2 separate regions of the Salmo salar genome follow, and region 1 is linked to region 2. The links are chromatin contacts, called in public Hi-C maps. All regions are on one chromosome and are shown on one strand. The core of a region is the stretch at or near the end of the contact, and the rest is flanking DNA. Distances in the headings are between cores, read along the strand shown. Region 1 overlaps LOC106586301 (tyrosine-protein phosphatase non-receptor type 4). Region 2 holds the start of LOC106586301 (tyrosine-protein phosphatase non-receptor type 4).

Region 1 (3,911 bases), core at 1,177-3,676, 63 kb after region 2:
CACTCCACCAATCAGGCTTTTATGGTAGTGTGGCCAGACAGAAGCCACTCCTCAGTAAAAGGCACATGACAGCCCACTTGGAGTATGCCAAAAGGCACCTAACGTTTCTCAGACCATGAGAAACAAGATTCTCTGGTCTGATGAAACCAAGATTGAACTCTTTGGCATGAATGCTCAGCGTCACGTCTGGAAGAAACCTGGCACCATCCTTAAGGTGAAACATGGTTGCACGTGCTGTGGGGATGTTTTTCAGTGGCAGGGACTGGGAAACTAGTCAGGATCGAGGGAAAGATGAACGGAGCAAAGTATAGAAAGATCCTTGAAAACCTGCTCCAGAGTGCTCAGGACCTCAGACTGGGGTGAAGGTTCACCTTCCAACAGGACAACGACCCTAAGCACACAGCCAAGACAATGTAGGAGTGGCTTCACATCCAACCTGACAGAGCTTGAGAGGATCTGCCAAAGGTGCTTCAACAAAGTATTAAGTAAAGGGTCTGAATACTTGTGTAAATGTGATTTTTTATTTTGAATACATTTGCAAAAACCTGTTTTTGCTTTGTGATTATTGGGTGTTGTGTGTAGATTGAGGGGATTTAATCAATTTTAGAATAAGGCTGTAACGTAACACGTAATGCAGCTAAAGTCAAGGTGACTGAATACTTCCCGAATGCACTGTACATTGTGAGGGAATTCCAGTTCCAATACCTTCGGTAATGGTACTGACACATTTCATTGCATGAGTGAAAGGAATTATACACATTCAAATGTATCAGAGAGCTGGACAAAACATCATAGAATCCAAATAAAGTATAAGTTTTCCAACTGTGGATAGCGTACATTCAATTGCTTTGATCACACACACAATCCTCCTCACCACCGATTTGTGTGTATGCGTGCAGCCGGAACTCGTTCATACAGGAAGGGACAAGGATGCGGCCGTCGTCGGTTGGGCACCTGGTGGACCATGTGATTCACGCTTCGCCCAGCCTCCCTGTCTTCTCCAATCACAAATTCGCGTCCTCTACCCAGGCCGACTCTACCCCGTAAGTCTGCTACCACACTCTCACCCCAATCACGAGTCAGCCTCATCCACTCAAGGCAACTGCATCAGACTGGACTCCACTTGTAAGTCTGACCCCTTGTGGATACTGGACACACTGCAGTAGTGAGGAAGATGAGAGAGGTGGTGGTTATGAGTAGCCCTGTTGACATGACTGCATGATCTGACCAGGAACAACTCTGGCCCCTAGTTATAGCCCGGTACAAGAGACTAGGCCTACACTGAAACAATATGTTTGTGCTCAGAAAAGACTCAAACATTATAATGGAAGGTCTCTCACCAGCTCCCTCCCAAAACAACACCACTATAGTTGTTAATGAGGATGAAAGTTGGTGACAGTGCATAGATTCCACTGTTAAAGTCCCCACTAAAGCCGCTGTCTAAAAATCTATGGGAGCCACATTAAATAGGACTTGACAGTTCCAGTGCCATGCTGTCTACTCCGACTGCTGAAACAGCTGATTTTTAACGGTTAGCCTGTGGTCTGTGGCTTACAATTACAGTTCACACCCTTTCCCAAATGTCATTTAATGGGCTTAAATGGAAACAGAGACTTTGAACACGGGCTGTAAAAAAGTGAAGTGTTTACAGCTCTGGGGGCATGAAGGGGGTTCGGCAGGGCTGGGATGGGGGTGGGGGGGGGGGGTGATCCACACCGTACTAGTAACAATAATAATGCCTTTGGCCTGTCTGACTGGGAGCCGTATAACCCTCATAGGTCAAAATGCCCGTGGCTCTAGTCTACTGCAGTGTTGGTCCACTGACATCTGAGAGTAGCCTAACCACTGGGCTACTAGGGTTGGATTGCGCTGATGAGTGGGGCTATGTTCAACTTGTAAACCCAGCTCTGGCCTCACCCTGTCCCGCTCCCACCCTCTGTCGTCCCTCTGCTCGTCATCCCAACCTCAACCTTCAGCCAACCCTGTACTCCAGTTCTTTTGGCTGTTATGTTCTTCGAGATGCCTTTCAGAGTTCCAGTAACTGTTTATTATTAGGCTAGATTGGCTAAGTGCCACTAGGAGTGGAGGACGATTAATAGCCTGTCTGTCGGAGTCTCCATATGTTTCTGTCTTATCTTAGAGCTGGAATGGTTTTTATATGTTCTGCTGTGTTATCTTACCAATAACTATGTCACCAGCATTAGTACAGATACTGCACCTGTACTGGAAATGAAGGGAATAGTTCTGACACTTACATAATCCCTATTTAAAGTATGCATATGCACACAAACATGCCTACACTCACCATATATACTTTCCCTCCCTATTTCGCTCTTATTTCATTTCTGCTTTCACACACACAGGCACACTTGCACGCACCCACATTCCGTGCCAAGCCATTTGCTCATCTCTTTTGTCACTGACCCAGAAGATGACATAACCACCTGCTCACATTTATTGCTATATCCGGTGACACACACACACGCACATAGATTCTCTCTTCTGCTCTCTCAAAAATAAACATAAAAACAACCATATTCCCTGTCACGTAGCCTTAGCTCAGTGAGGATAAGGTTTCAGGCGGTTGAAACCAAAGCATAGCAACCAGGTCATGTAATACCCCCCCCCTACAACCTGATCTGTAAACCAGGAAAACATCCCACTACACTGTCACTTGAAAGGCGGCTGACCCTAGACTGTCCTTTAAAGAATAAAGAGAATATTGAACTTTCCCTGACTTTACAGTCATTGTGAAAAAGGACCGCAATTGTAGCATGTTATAACTTATTGTCTTGATGTAATTAGCGGAATACACCCATCTGTTTTTGTAAAGCTAACCAACATTTCAGACCAAGATACTCGAGCTTAAACTAGTATTTGATAAAGTGTGTTACGTTGTGTTAGTGTGGTCAGTAAGCAGTAGTCCTGCCCGTCTCTCCCTCCCCCCAGCCCTGTGGCTGATGTCAGCATAGTGTCTGTTTAGGTTGGAGAGGCCTGTCTGTCCTTCCTGCAGGGTCCCCCTCCGGACCAGGCCAGTGTCTCCTGTGTTGTGACACCAGCCCGGCATACAGGACGCTAAACAAAGACAATGTGCTGTGACTGGCCTCTACTCACCCTGGGCCTCCTGCGAATTCTGTGGTTGAATGACTAGGATGGTTAGGTACACTATAACACACCCCCACTGTGACTAGGCGGGTTAGGTACACAAAGAGCCATATACTGTATATAGAGTTCAGCCAGGTTTTAGCACGGCTGCCATGTTGGAGCCTTTATTCTCTAAATGTTTGTGGTGAAATTCTGAAGTTACCTGCTGTAAACAAGCAAAACAGAGCAGCTGATTTAAGACATTTCTATTGCGTCGCTTTTGGGATAATGTGTATCCTAGTCTGTACTGTGTTGTGGTGTCAACAAATTGCATATCTGCATTCAATGGACATCTTCATAGGTTTTGAAAACTATCAGAAATAAACACCACAACGTGGAAGCGGCACATAAATCACATTCCCAGTGGGTCAGAAGTTTACATGCACTCAATTAGTATTTGGTAGCATTGCCTTTAAATTGTTTAATTTGGGTCAAACATTTTGGGTAGCCTTCCACAAGCTTCCCACAATAAGTTGGGTGAATTTTGGCCCATTCCTCCTTACAGAGCTGGTGTAACTGAGTCATGTTTGTAGGCCTCCTTGCTTGCACACACTTTTTCAGTTCTGCCTACTAGAGGTCGACCGATTTATGATTTTTCAACACCGATACCAATTTATTGGAGGACCCGCAAAGGCCGATACCGATTAATCGGCAGATTTTTGTAATTTCATTTTTATTTGTAATAATGACAATTACAACAATACTGAATGAACACTTATTTTAACTTAATATAATACATCAATAAAATCTATTTAGCCTCAAATAAA
Region 2 (4,233 bases), core at 544-3,043:
ATTGAATCTCCACATTTAGTTGGTGGCCATTTAGGTTGTCTGCATATTAAATGGACAACTTAATAAAGTACTTTAATCACATCACACACGTATCAAAAAAATAAACAAGTAATTAACGCTTTGACAGCTTTTGTTGAGAAAAACTGAACCTAGAGACTGTCATTGTCAAATAAATGCGTATCTCAATGGCACATTATTTCTGGCTAAATCTTTGAGCCAGAACAAAATACACACTAGTCACAGCATTGACAGCTTCTTTTTAGTCTTGATAGTGAGGCTCTCCTGGGTTATACGAATGCTCTGTGTATGTGATTACAAACAACTCCCCTGATCTTTTTATGCAACGGAAAATTATTAATTGTAACTAATTACAGCACTGTACTGGGTAAACACCAATGGTACCCTCAGCCTGGGTGAAGACGACATGGGGTAATTTGTGACAATAGGCGTAACACACACTCTACCGCAGCATGAAAGCTCATGAGCGTTGGGGACCCCAACACCCCCCCCCCAAAAAAAATTCTTAGCCTCATGGCAAAATGTTTGGAATAGCAGGAAATTAGCTGAGGTTCTTGAAAGTTGGGACAATCCTTGTCTGACAGGGACACTTTTTTACATGTTTTATAGTTGATCAAATTGATTTTGTTGCATTATTTGAGCTTAAAATGTATATTTAGGGGAATCTTATAACTCCAAAAACCAATATTTTCCCTTTTCTAAATACTTTCAATATTAATTTCCATGTCAGCTCTATGCCTGGAAATGCCCTTGTCCTGAGCAAAGATCACAATTTCAAACTCCCAAAAAATTCTAAACACAAATAATGGATATTAACTGAAAATGATTGTATGTAGTTTCTTGCAATAGCCCTCGGACACTATAAATAATATTTCTGTGTCCAGAGATTTGGTCAACTCTAAAATCTTCAATTAATCAAGGATGAGCAGGGTCAGCAATACCATAAGGATCCATTATTCATGTCCTTATACTTCCAATTTTTATCGAACCTTTATTTAACTAGGCAAGTCAGGTAAGGACAAATTCTTATTTACAATGACAGCCTACCCCGGCAAAACCTAACCCGGATGACACTGGGCCAATTGTGCACCGCCCTATGGGACTCCCAATCACGGCCGGTTGTGATACAGCCTGGAATTGAACCAGGGTCTGTAGTGACACCTCTAGCACTGAGATGCAGTGCCTTAGACCGCTGCGCCACTCGGGAGTTCAATTTTCATTGATTATTGTTTTAAATGTATTCTCAGTCTTTAATATACCACTTTGCCAGTGTCAGTAAAATATACATTTTCATCATCCCTTCACATTATTGGACACAGTTGGGAGACGGAGTGTTTTTTTAACCACATGATGTCGCCACAGCCCCTATTTAAATTGTAATCTACAGTCCCATTGTCAGGCCTAATCTACACTGGTGTAGTATTGTTATAGTCACATTGACGGACCTAAGTATTTCCTGAATTTATGGCAATGATAAACTAGTGTGGGCTATTTCTGACCAACAATGGAAATGTAATATCCTGTGGCAATAATTACTTGAGGAAATTACTAATGACTCCTCGCCTAATGACTATTCTGCTCCACACGTACAAACGTGATGCCAAATGCAGTCTCCACACTAACCTACATTTTGTAGCTCTATAAAACCGGCAAAATACCAGTTACTATGGCATGACAAATATAGATTGCAGGATTGCTCACCCGCGACTTCACAAATGAAAACCACGCCTCCCTATCCTGTGACTCCACCCCCGTGCACTGATGGCGCTGCGAAGATTGCGCCATAACGTTGCTATGCTGTTGCCTCTGCTGCAGCGAGCGAGCTTTGACGACGGACTCTGCAGTCCGCTGAGAAGTCAGAGACCGAATAATCCAATCCCCCCCAACATTTATGTCGCTCATACCATCGCATTTACAAATCAAAGGAATTGTAAATATCATTCACTCGGTCTGAAATGACTGCTGGTTCGCTGTAGCCAATGGTTGCTGTGTCTTGCGTGTGGATTATTCGTTGCCGAGCTAGTCCGAGATTCGAGCCAGGAGGGCCCGCAGTTGAATGTGTATGAAGCTGAAGGCTCTCAGTGATAAAGATGAGGTTTTGTCGGAGTTGGCAGCGGGTGAACTGAACTTGGATTTTCAGTCCCTCACCCTAAACTCATTTCCCGCTGTAAGAAAACCATATTACTTAAAAACTGGACGCCCCTGGAACTGTTTATGACGGTAAGATAATTTACCAACTATTTAACAACCATTTTACTGAAAAGTAATGCAGCTTGCTAGCGTAGCTACTGTAGCTAACTAGTTTGCTAGCTGGTTGTGCTAACTTTAGGTAACCTAGCTAGCTAAATTGCTAACGAGCTATCTAGCTGTTTGCTCTGACGTTTGCTCTCCATAAACCTAACCAATACACCATTGTTTTGGTAACTACTTAGTTAAAAAACATTTACTGTCCCATACTCGGATCCATTAAACAATGTAGGCTATGCCTTTAAGTTATTATGGGAAATAAGATGTTCCCTGAATCCACTACTGCTATTTCAGTGTAACGGTAGTCACAAGATTTCAGCTACACTTTTCTGTGTGGAAGCCTACTCTGAAGCTTGACAGATGATGGAAGGAGAAATATGATAACCGTATTTAGTAATCCAATTGTGGACGTTGCAGGTAGGCAATTAGCTAAATATTTATATTTTAATTACTCAGTTAAGTTAACCCTTGCAGAAATAGCCTAAAACAGAGCCTATAAATTATCATAGGTGGTATCCAGTTACAGTGTACATGGCCCACAATATGAATGTACTGACAGCTGCATCAGTCTTATAACTTGCTGGTCATTTTTAAACACGAGGAGGAATTACTTTAAGTCAAGGGTTTCCTTCTCTGTGATATTACTCAAGGTTGCTTTCAAGTGAGTAAACCGGTAACTAATCTGTGTTTTCTGAATTTGGACATAATCATTTAGCTAATGTGGTCAACTTTAACAATGACGTAATCCTCAGTCATCGTATTCGTGGTGGTGGAAGCCTATCGTTCGAGAGTAGCTACCTGGACTGATTTCAACCTGCGTACTCACTACTGGAAAGCAAATTCAATTACACGTTTTTGGTGTCATGGCATTAAACACATTTTTTGGGGGGCGTATACTTCCACTTTGAATTCCACATCAACTCAATTCAGTTTTTTATTGAATGAGTTTAGTTGGACTGAGCCTACATCACCGCTTGTCTCCAAATTGTGCTGGTAGGCTTTCTCAGGTCCCCAAATCTCATTCAATCAAACCAACTAGGACGTTGAATGACCGGCTTCAGGTTTGACAGAAGAGGACCTCTGCACTTTCACATGTCCTCATTTCATTCACCTAATATGGCCCCCATAGATAGCTACTTTGCTTCACATAGCCTAATCCTACTGGAGAGGGCCATGTCAGGATTCAGCGAGAAATCAGATTCATGCCTATGAGACTGTGCCTGTCTTTGCCAGGAGAGAGGCCTCTGTATAAACTAGAATAAAACCTGTTTTAGGGGACTCAGCTGGTAAAGATGAAATGGCCTGTGGAGAGAGTCCTGGCTTAATGGGTTGTGCACCTGAACCAGGCATCCCTGATTTTGAAGTGGAGTGTGGGTGGGGTTTTGGGAGAGAGGGGCTCAGGTGCTGGAATAATTGGGATAGACTGCACCTGCTGACATGAGCATTGGTGAAGCCACATAGATTGATTGGACCCAGCTAGCTAATCTACTATGAGGTAGACTACTGCTGAGATGACAGTAACAAAGCTAAAGAGGCCGTATTCATAGTCCTATTATGCTCTCACAATTATTATTTTTTTGTTTATTTGTCGACTGCAATGGGAACATATTCTTTGTGCATGTGCATCCAATTGCCATCCTTGTTTGTTTTATGATAAGTGACTATACACCTACACTACATGACCAAAAGTATGTGGACACCAGCTTGTCAAACATCTCATTCCAAAATCATGGGCATTAATATGGAGTTGGTTCCCCCCCTTGCTGCTATAACAGCCTCCACTCTTCTGGGAAGTCTTTCCACTAGTTGTTGGAACATTGCTGTGCGGACTTTCTTCCATTCAGCCACAGTAGCATTAGTGAGGTCGGGCACTGATGTTGGGCGATTAGGCCTGTCTCATAGTCGGCGTTCCAAACCAATTCTGTATGGACCTCGCTTTGTGCACTGGGTCATTATCATGCTGATATA

The links. Hi-C and Micro-C count contacts between places; a contact is called where the count stands out from the background.
Region 1: a contact with region 2 is called in a Hi-C map of muscle, with 5 times the contacts expected there. The contact joins the enhancer-like site here to the promoter of LOC106586301 in region 2. A contact is called at or near these places in 2 of 3 Hi-C or Micro-C datasets (blood and muscle).

Annotation. Positions count from the first base shown.
Region 1 is chrssa25:19,795,650-19,799,560 of Ssal_v3.1, forward strand. The region is part of intron 14 of LOC106586301 (tyrosine-protein phosphatase non-receptor type 4); the gene reads left to right. Among protein-coding and RNA genes, the nearest start is that of e41l5, 34 kb to the right of the region's middle. Within about 2 kb of position 2,427, at least 3 of the 13 cell types and tissues checked have an H3K27ac peak or open chromatin away from gene starts, as enhancers often do. A contact at or near this core is called in muscle, where this site is marked.
Region 2 is chrssa25:19,733,480-19,737,712 of Ssal_v3.1, forward strand. LOC106586301 (tyrosine-protein phosphatase non-receptor type 4) reads left to right here and starts at 1,794. Exons shown (of 26, transcript XM_045707341.1): 1 at 1,794-2,238. It also overlaps the pseudogene LOC106586288.